2 separate regions of the Triticum aestivum genome follow, and region 1 is linked to region 2. The links are chromatin contacts, called in public HiCAR-type maps. All regions are on one chromosome and are shown on one strand. Each heading gives the region's core, a stretch centred on a gene start, on an enhancer-like site or on the middle of the called end of the contact. The rest is flanking DNA. Distances are from core to core; before and after follow the strand shown.

Region 1 (5,492 bases), core at 1,286-3,785, 510 kb before region 2:
GTGTCGACGCGTGCAGTGATGCAGCGGGCGCCTCCTACTACTGTCGCGTCGGCTGCCGCTCGTCCACGCCCACCCACATAGGGTGCATGGCACAAGCTCGGACGTGCACGGGAACATTGATGTCCACAACCACGATTGCCCCACCAGTGTTCACCACTGCTGCTCGGGCTCAGATGCGGGCGCGGATGGGGGCATGACGACCTGCACTCCGGCCGATTCGGCCAGTGCCAGCCACAGGCCAGGCCACCTGGCGAGCTCCTAGAGCTCGAAGGCTTCGACGGTCTCCTATAGGACTCTACAACCTCCTCGTCATCCTCCTCCATCACCAGCTGTGGTGCTAGAGCGTGCGCGCATTGCACGAGGCCCACCCTCGAAGCACAACCAGCGGCGCTCGTTGTGCTTGTCGTTGAACAACATGACCTAGTGCGTGGACTCCATTGCGGACGCCTGGTCGTCCCGGTGATCGGTCAGGAGCTGAGCACAACGACATGGATCTCCGCCTCCTGCGCGCAACTTGTGGCCGGCACCAGCAACACTGGGACCATATCCGGGTTCAAATGCTAGCCGTGCGACAGATTGACATCTGGCTGGGGCACCGGGATGGCATTCTCCCAATAGTGCCGGCGTTGGTGGACAGGCGCGTAGATGCGGTCGAGCGCCGGCGTCACAGCTAATGTTCAAGAAATCGTTAACGGGTAGCTGCTCGATCGGTTTAGGAGTAGCGACTAATCGATGAATCGGCTTATTAACTGGATTAATCAATCGACCATTAATCGGTAGATTGAATAGGAACTTGCCAATATATATCTTGATTTTTTTATATATTATATCATACTCTCATGCTCCCAACTATGTAGTATGCCAAAACATGTTGCCGTACACATATGGAAATCATAGAGAAGGTAAAATTATTAATCCTAGCTATTAAGAAGCTAGACAGGGTTGGAAGGGGGTTACGGTACAAAAATGTGGGTTTTGTTTGCCCACCCGTTAATGGGCCAGTAGAGATTAATCGACCTGACAACTGATTAATCGGTCTAACTGGCCAATTAATCGGCCTGACAAGTTAACGCAATGAGTAGATGCTATTCGATTCGGCCACGCCATGAATAGCGATTAACTGACACATTAACTGATTAATCGGGTGAATTCTTAAACAATGTTCACAGCATTCCGCGGGGTCAAGGCAAAGGTCGTCACGCGGCGGCATCCTGAGGAGGACCCGGCCTCGTGGTCGTGCTCTCCAGGCATGCGCTTCCAGAACAAGAATGACATGTGTCGGTTCATGCGAACACCGCCTCCTCTTCCAGGAAGAAAACAAAGAAAAGGTCGGCATCACATGTGTGTTCTCACGCGTATATTCATATATCTGGTGTACTCAACGTACTCCAGCTAGTAATATCCTTATACCTGGTTACTGATATGGTACTGCACGTATTCCATTAAATTCATATTAGTAATATCTTATCTCATCATTGGTAATATCTTATCTGATCATTCCAACTAGGGCTCTAGTGCCACGTTTAACTACGCTCTTCTCTCTCTCTCTCCCTCTCCGCCTAAAGAACAATTCAGTGCTACTCCCTTCAATCTGAGGGAGTAGTGGATTTCATGTGGACGTCTGATATCCATCCAACGGCTCCGTGTCATCTTCCTCTTCTAGCCCTCGTTCCACACCGGTCCGATCTCTGATGCAGCGCCCACCAAATCGCCTGCTGCATGCCACCTGCCAACGGCCGACGGTGCTTCGCCCCGGCCTTCCCTCTACCAAAGCCGCCCTCCCTCGTCGCTCCACCATCCTTCTTTTCTGGCGCCGGCAGTCCACCACACCCACCGCCCCAACGGTTAAGCCTCGGACTCCACACGCTGCCGCATCGTCGATCTCCAACTCCGTGTCATTCACGGGTTGACCCCGCGCGCTCGCTGCTGTCCATCGCGACGTCCCTGTTCTCGCCTAGGAGGTTTTGAAATCGGCTGACCGATATGTATTTTCAGGTAACTTGCATATGGCAAACGCGTCGCTCTCGCACTGCCAAGGCGAATGATACGCGATCACACAGCGTCTGAAGGGGCCGGTGTGATTAATGCGCCATCTAATGATCGAACTTGGACGAATCAAGAGTGTGTGGACGTGTGGTAGCACTAGCAGCATGCAGTAGTACGTACCACGAAGGCGTAGCCGGTGACGGTGGCCCAGGAGTTGCCGAGCGTTGAGCCGGCGAGGTGGACGTCGCCGAGGTGGCCGGAGAACATGACGGACACCAGCGGGATGCCGTAGTAGGACATGTTGGTGAGGACCATCGGCACCGCGAACTGCAGCTGCGCCCACGCCTCCTCCGTGTCGATCAGGCGGCGCAACCACGCCGGCGAGCAGGGCTTCGCCTCTCCTTCGCCGCCCTTGCCATCGGCGGGCTCGCAGCCACCGAGCAGCAGAGGAGCCGAAGTCATGCCGGCCCGCGCGCGCGCCGCACGAAGAGGGGAGAAGAGGTGGGTTGGTGCCTGTGGCGATCAACGGGATAGCGATGTGGAGATTGGCGGGCAAGCCGCCTTCACCCTGTATTTGTGTCTAGTGGCTGCGGCGTGTGGAACGCGTGGTGGTGGAGACATGCGTGGTGCAGATCCTACACATTAATTAATTTTGGATTTTTCTTAGGTGTAATCAACATTTAATGCTCCAGTGTTAGGACCGTGCGAGAGTGTGCTCCTACCACTACTCGACCCGTTTTTCGCGACGTGTGAGGTAGTGGTGATCTTGAGATGTAGATCAGGGATTTCGCTGAGAATAGGAATGATGTGGTTGTTAATCCAGTCGCTGGCACACTCATTGCAAGAGGCGTACGACTTCTGCAATTGGAGACCGTTTTGGGATCCGTTTTGTTTGTGCCCGCTGAGTGTTCATTGGGAGAAATGCATGCAAGAAATTATGGTTGCGCGGCATGCCCCTATGTCTGTCTCGCCGGATATGTACCGATGAATTTACTAAATGGAAGAGGATGCATATGGTATAATTCTAATAAATTGGAAATCTTGGCAAGGTAAGGAAATCTCCAACGCGGACCCTCAAAACGTCCGCAAACACTTTAAGAAAAAGGGTTTCCCCCACTTTGTATTACAAAGCAACCATCCGATACAACCAACGATAGGGGCTGGGGCGGAAGCAGCACAAACACGCCCAAAAAAAAGAAAGAGAAAAAAGAAAAGAAACAAATGCCGATAACGGCGGCGACGAAGGCTCGTGACCGCTGCGACCACCGGAGATCGCTCACTAAGCTCCGAGACTCCGAAGCGCCGGTGCCAATCAACACCTCCAAGAAGGGACGCGACGATGACGACGCTGCTGTCAGGGGTTTCCCCCGGTACGCGGCGAGGAGAGAGGAAGGGTAGCCCCGACGCCCTCTAGGAAGGTCCGGCGGCACCCTCAGGCGCCACCGCGTCGGTGTCGGCCAAGCCAACAGGGATTTCTCCCGATCCCAGCCTCTACCTCAGGCACTTCGGAGCTCGCCACCAAACCGACCACCACCCTGCGCCAACACGGACACGAAGCTTCCCACGCTGTCTCACCACGGCACCGCGAAGATGGTCTGCACAACGAAGAAGAGGAGCCGGGACTAGGGCAGCAGCACCGTCAGCATACGGGAGGGCCCCACCTCCACCGTCCACGATGGTAGCCGACCGGACGCCATAGCAGGAGCCTACCGGGCCCGTGGCCCCACAGGCCCGACCGGGCCCTCGAAGGCCCGGACAGCTCCCGCCTTCGCGCAGCAGCTGGCACGCCGTCGGCGTCGCCGTCCCAGTCCAAACCGCTCCCCTACCTCCCCATACAGAGAGCGTTGCGGTCGCACCGGAGCCGACCCGCAAGGACCCAGAAGGGACCCTACGGGCCCAGATCTGGGCCGGGGACGGGCCACCGGCTAGCCAGCACCACCGGACTGCCCCGCCACCAAGAGGCAGCACCACCACGGCGAGCGCCGCCGGCCTCCGCACGAGGACGCCGGACCACCACCGACCGAGGCGCACCGCCGCCGGCCATCACCGCCCGAGCAGGGGAGGGCCGCGCGCGGGGAAGGACATGCCCGCCGCCGCCAGCACCACGCGGCCGAGGACCGGCGGCACACGCTGATGGCAGCGGGAGGAGGGAGGGCCGCGGGGGAACGCTGGAGGAGCGCGGAGGAAGGGCCCCCGGCCGCCTCGCTCGGGGAGGCGGCCCGGGGGAACGGGGGAGTGGAGGGGTGGGGGAGGAGAAGGGAAAGGGGAGGGGGAAGGGGCTGGCGGCTCCGCGCGGGGGAGCCGGCGACAACGGCGGCGGGGGAACCCTAGGGGCGGGGGAGCGGGCCAACGTCCGCAAACATTCGGACCGAGTGTTTGGACGCGGCCGCAAACATTTGCATGTCATCCAACGAGGACCCGTATTTAACCGTAGACACATCCGCGTGCCCTTTTTTCAATAGATCGGAAGCATATCAGGAGGGCTTTGCAAGAGTTCGGACCTCCGGTACGTAGGACTCTGTTGCTGAGTGTTCATTGGAAGAAATGCATGCAATAAATTATTGTTGCGCGATATGTCTCCCCGAATATGTATCCCCGGTATAAAACAATAGCGCTTGTTGGGAGGCAACCCAATAGTTATCTTAATTTTCTTGTTTATTTTTCAGTTTTTTAATAAACACACAATTATGCTACTTTTATAATTGTGCTTTTTAAGTTTTAGTTAGTGGTTGTGCCAAGCAAAGCCTTTAGGATAGTTTGAATGATAGTTGACTTGATTCTGTTAAAAAATAGAAACATTTGCGCCCAGTTTTAGAATTTTGTAAATCCATAGAAATGTGATTTTTCTTTGAATTGCTTACACATAATTTATATACAAATTTTCCACGTTGTCCTAATTTTTTTTAGAATTTTTAGAGTTACAGAAGTATGGTTAATGTTCAGATTGCTATAGACTGTTCTGTTTTTGATAGATTCTGTTTTCGTTGCATGTGTGATTATTTTGATGAATCTATGGATTGTATCAAGGGGTCATGGTAAACTTAAAATACAGTAGGTATAATGCAATAACAAAATATGAATAGTTTTGCAACAATACTTAAAGATGATTTGCTTTATTATACTAACGGATCTCACAAAGGTTTTTTTAAGTTTTGTGTGTTTGAAGTTTTTCAAGTTTTGGGTGAGATCACGATCGATGAAGGAATAAGAAGTGGCAAGTGCCTAAGCTTGGGGGTGCCCAAGGCACCCCAAGGTAATATTCAAGGACTCCCAAGCAACTAAGCTTGGGGATGCCCCGGAAGGCATCCCCTTTTTATTCTAACGTCCATCGGTATTTTACTTGGAGCTATATTTTTATTCGTCACATGCCATGAGGTTTGCTTGGAGCGTCTTTGATACGTCTCCAACGTATCTATAATTTATGAAGTATTCATGCTATTATATTATCCTTCTAGGATGTTTTATATGCATTTATATTCTATTTTATATGATTTTTGGGACTAACC
Region 2 (5,180 bases), core at 2,658-5,157:
AGTAGAAGTAAGAACAGATGACCCAAAAGGAGGGGGAAAATCGATCTCACTGAAAACTGAAAGTGCTGCCTCCAGCAACAGTAGCACCTTCATACATAGATGTAACTTTAAGATAATAAAAAAGGTTAATCTATTTATGCAGTAATCTCAGAGCAGAGCAGCATATGATTTGCTTTCTACATAAATAAAGTAATAAACAAAGCATAACAAACAAAAAAACTGAAGCAATTTATAGACATCCTAGTCTTGCACTTGACCTCTGGATCTCCCAGTTCCCATCCATCCGCAACAGCATTAACCACATGAGCCGTCGTTGGATGTTAAACTGCAGCAGCCGCGCGTAGGAAAAACAGTGGGGTTGATGCACATTTAGGGAGTGTGTGAACTGTGTACTCAGAGCATACACACATCTTACAAGAAATGTGTACTTTTTCTTTCTCCCTTCAGTGACCAAATCCAGAAATCTGTCCTAAAACGCTGCTGCAGAGCGCTTCTTTTGTTTTGAACGTTGTAAAACTGTACCTGGTCGCAGGGTTGTTTTCGAGGAATGGAGCCGGGGAGCTCAGCTCACTCCCTGTTATTTTTTGGTTTGGAAGTTCATCGCGCTCTCGCAATGCCACCTGGTGACATGTCAGAGTATGGCACTACTGATCCATGCCACCGATGAATTGCGGAACGGTACGAAATTGAATACCAAGAACAAGGGAGGAGAAAGAACAAACATTCAGATGCTTCTTTTCAACACACTTCCATTGCACACGCGTGAAATGATGTTTGCATTACACACACAGAACACTATTCACTACACTATTGTCCGAACATTCAGAATGAGGCCATATGTTTTACCAGCAAGCAAACACGCTAGTCTAGAACCGCAAGCAAATAAGTACATGACTCTGCATTGAAAAGAAGGTCGCAAGAACCAGAAAAAAATTAGAAGAGTGACCAATCTGCACAGACACCTGTAACTTCTAACACTACGGTTCAGAATCGAGAAACATCAGAATCAACGCCTGTTTGCGATGCTGAAGGAGCTGACTTTCATCGGCGTGGCGACCACCAGGGGAGCTTCAGGGGAGTCGGATCCTGCGAAGTTCTCGTGCATGAACCGGCTGTCGACGATGGACTCTTCCTTGAGGACGACCTTGTAGCAGTAGCAGCTCTTGAGGCCCTCCTGGTCGCGGTAGCAGTGATGGTTGCTGTCCTTCACTTTTTGGAAGTTCCATATGAGGCTGAACTTGCCGACTGTCGCGACGAGATGCTTTTCTTGCTTCCCGTTCTCCGTTACCTGGGGGCAAAATCACAGCAGAGGAACACGGATCAGGGGATATGCTTTTCAATAATGAAGAATTAAGAAAGCTGTAACAAGCCATTTGCATACAAATGAAGATAGCAGAGATGTAACATCTGAAACAACCAATGGCATGAGAAACAGACTATTGCATTCAGGTATCATTTAGGAAGAACACGAATGTGTATACTGCAGAGATTGTTATTTCCCAAACATTATACCCTGTTTCCAATTGAAGAAACATGTTTATATAAGCCATGGAGACATGGAACCACAGAAAGCATGGACAAATTTTATACTAACATTGGTAGTGGCGTTGAAGTCACAAGTTTGTTTCATGTACGAACAGAGGAGATATCAGAAATGGTTCAATTGGTGTTGGTTCTGAATTGACATTTGTACTATGAACTGAACTTGTTCTACTCATTAGTACCAAAAGTAATGCGGTCTAAACTGAGAGTATCACAAAACTGTCTGGCTACTGATTACCCTACAAGTCATCACACTACCATGTCCGGATGGATACGCTAATTAGTACCGCATATTCATAGGTAATAATAGATGGCGTGTTGAATTTTCCTGTAAACTGGTATTTAATCAGTACAGATTTCCCATTAGAGCTATGACAAGTTAGTAAGTTAGCGAACTGCCATTATGGATAGCGAAATTTGATTAAACTGAATTCACATATAACCAGGACTACATAAGTCTAGATGAACAGCTAGCTAATCTTGCACATTCGAGACAAAATTTGATTAAGACCCAAAAGTACATTAGCAAGTAGCAGCAGTAGGAACAGTAAATGGTTATGTGCCTGAATAAGGAAGAAAATGAGACTTACCCATGAAAATTGTCCACCATGGAATTTGTTGTCATTCCCAGCCAAGATTGAATCAAGCGGACTGAGCTTCAGCAACCTGGGCGCCGCGATCCTGCTTCCCATACGCCCACTGAACCCGGTCTTCTCCTTCCCATCCTTGTCCTTGAAGATGGTGCAGATCAAAACCAAGTATGTGTCCGTGGTGCCCAGGATCCACTTCCCATCGTAAGTAACATCCACATGCGTGATCGGTGACCCAAGGCCTGGGAACACCGTCTTGGCCATCCGCATCGAGCTCTTGGAGTAGAGCCTGATCTTGCCATCGACGGAGCCAACAACAATCGAACCGTCCCCGGTGCTCGCGAAGCACTGGAAGTTGGTGCCCCGCGAGAACTGGTGGCCCTGCGACCAGTGCAGCACCGGCGAGTCGGAGGAGTTGCCGATGGTCTGCACCCTGCCCCTCGCGTCGCGCATGTCCCACCTGCACAGCCGGTTGTCGTCCAGCCCCAGGAAGGTTGAACCGGAGGGCTCGAGCTGCGCGCTCTTGCTGTCGTTGGCGATGTCCCGCATCGTGATGTCGGTGCCGTCCTTCTCGAACCGCCACTCGGTGACGACCTTGCCGGTCTCGATGTCCACATGGTGGACGCCGTTGGAATGGGGCGCGCCGGTGTCCCCGGGGCTCATCAGCAGCATGTTGGTCTCGCCGCGCATCAGCAGGGCCTTCTTGGGCGTCGAGTAGGTGCTGCCGGTGGTGGTACTGCCAGCGCGGCCGCCCGAGATCCTGACCGACACGCCCTTGCCGTGCACGCCGTGCCGGAAGTTCTTGACGACCTGAATCCCGGCGCCGCCGACCAGGAAGCTGTTGTCGAGCGCGCCGAGCGCGAGGCTCTGGATGCCGCTGCCGTCCCCGGCCTCCTCCTCGAACTCCTCGAGCAGGTCCCTGGCGGCGGGGGGAGGGGCGAGGTCGTCCTCCGCGTCGGCCCAGACGGCGTCGTCGGCCTCGGCGGGGCGCGCCCAGGCGGCGAAGTCGGCGCCGAAGACCTCCCGGCGGCCCTCGTCCGTGGCCTCCACCCCGTACGTGTTCTCGAAGAGGCACCGGTCGTACTGCTCCCGGAAGCGGCGGAAGGCGGCGTCGTTGGGGAACCGCAGCGCCCACACGGAGCCGGCCGCGGCGAAGTCCGCCCGGCGCTGCCCCGGGAGCGCCTTGAGCTGCAGCTCCTGCCCCACGGGCGCCGACACCCGCCGGCCCGGGCCCACCTCGAGGACCCACCTGGGCCCCCGCGAGGCCGAGGACGAGGAGGAGGTGTGGCGACGGCCGCGGCGGTCGCGGTCGTCGTCGTAGTAGTCGTCGTCCGCCTCCGCGGCGGCGGCGGCGGCCTTGTCGACGAAGGCGTAGGTGGCGCGGCGCTCGGCGGGGACCCAGCGGGCGTCGGCGGAGGCGCCGCCGACGTGGAGGTAGAGGCGGGCGGCGTTGTCGGGCTGCTTGTACTTGAGGTCGAGGGCCCGGAGCTTGGCGTCGAGGAACTCGATGGAGGCGGGGGTGGTGGCCCGGAGCGGGTCGTCCTTCCGCGGCCCGGACGCGGACCCGGACCCGGGGTCGTACTCCTCGTCGGCGTCCTCCTCCTCGCCGGAGGAGGAGGTGAGGTCGAGGTCCTCGCGGCTGTTGGCGGCGCCCATGGCCGGCCGGCGGGGGTGGGTGGTTGGCTGAGTGACGAGTCGAGCGAGGGGAATTCGGCGGTGATCGGGAGGGAGGATGGATGGAGCGGGTGTGGGAGAGGAAAGCGATCAGGTCGGTCGGTGGGCCGCGGGGGATTATATAAGCAGATGGGATCGTGTGGCGTCAGACGTGGCGGAGGAGGGGAGGGGAGGTCGGTGGGTGACTACGTGGGACTGACGCGACGCGCTCCGCCTACGTACACGGCCGTATGAATGATCGATCCGCCTGTCTGTCATCGGTTGCTTCGCCCACGGGTGATGGGGCCGGATTTAGCCGTCGATCGTGCCGACGAGCTGCATATCCAATCAAGTACAAAATTAATTAGATAGTCCCTTCGTTCACAAATATAACATGTTCTAACTTTTATTTTGGTCCGTATATAATTCATAGTGTTTTTTTTAACTCAATACAAACGGAGACATTCATACATACACGCATACACTCATCCCTATAAACACACACGCAGACCCTACCACAATGAGCACTCTCGGAAGACACATCATCTTAGGATTGACGAAGTCAACACAGACACCTCGTAGTCGACGGGTACGTCTCCTTCCACCAAATGTGCATCGCCGAAAATCCTGAAATAAATACATGAATAAATGCGATAATCAGGACTAAAATCCTGATTGGCTGAGGATACCACTGTTCACCTAACGATCCAACCACAGGTTGGTTCGTAAATTAACTTATCTTTCATGTCAAAATGTAGACTGCTCCGATTGCTTCTCTTGTCCATCGCTTCTGTTTACGGTTGCAACATATGTTTTCGACGTGGCATGTTCAGTTGTGTGATGTAACAATATTTGTACTTAGCATTGACATTTTTAAGTCAGCCCTTGATATCTAAAATTGATGGTTAAGATAATTTAGGCTGCGTTTGGCTACTCAGTATTTTTGAAGTTTTAAGAGAATACCATGGTTTTTGGAGAAACCCCGGTTTTAAATACTTTAACGTGTTTGGTTTCGATAAATATTTTAGTTTTACAAACCGTGGTATATCTAAAACCATGGTTTTTTTGCTGTATCTAAAAAAGAGGTCTCAACCTCTTTTTTTAAACTGAGAAACACTTGCTCGAGTCCATCTTCTTCCGGTCCTCCTCACCCATCTCTTCTGCAGCCACAAAATTAAGATTACCACCTAGGAAGCTTGACTACTCTGTCGCTGATGTCTTCAATCGTTGGCTATTGTTCTAGTGCAACAAGAAGCAGCCTGTACATTAGATAGTACTAGAGGTTCAGTCCTATCGGATGGTGCGTGTACACGTACAAAAGATTTAGCGAAGGCTTAGACCCTGGAGTAGATCGATTGATAATGAGCAAAGTTATACACAGCAGTCTAAGCTAGC

What was found. HiCAR-type assays count read pairs that join an accessible place to other places.
Region 1: a HiCAR-type map of leaf shows a contact between it and region 2, with 8 times the contacts expected there. The contact joins the promoter of LOC123145842 here to the promoter of LOC123145838 in region 2. A contact is called at or near these places in 2 of 5 Hi-C or Micro-C datasets (leaf and an unstated tissue) and 1 of 1 datasets of contacts at active chromatin or transcription factors (leaf).

Annotation. Positions count from the first base shown.
Region 1 is chr6D:456,667,182-456,672,673 of IWGSC CS RefSeq v2.1, reverse strand. LOC123145842 (protein DETOXIFICATION 19) reads right to left here and starts at 2,535. Exons shown (of 7, transcript XM_044565348.1): 1 at 2,167-2,535. The coding sequence starts at 2,448.
Region 2 is chr6D:456,160,531-456,165,710 of IWGSC CS RefSeq v2.1, reverse strand. LOC123145838 (protein CYPRO4) reads right to left here and starts at 3,907. Exons shown (of 2, transcript XM_044565343.1): 1 at 2,133-3,907; 2 at 733-1,288. The coding sequence starts at 3,788. The coding sequence ends at 1,007.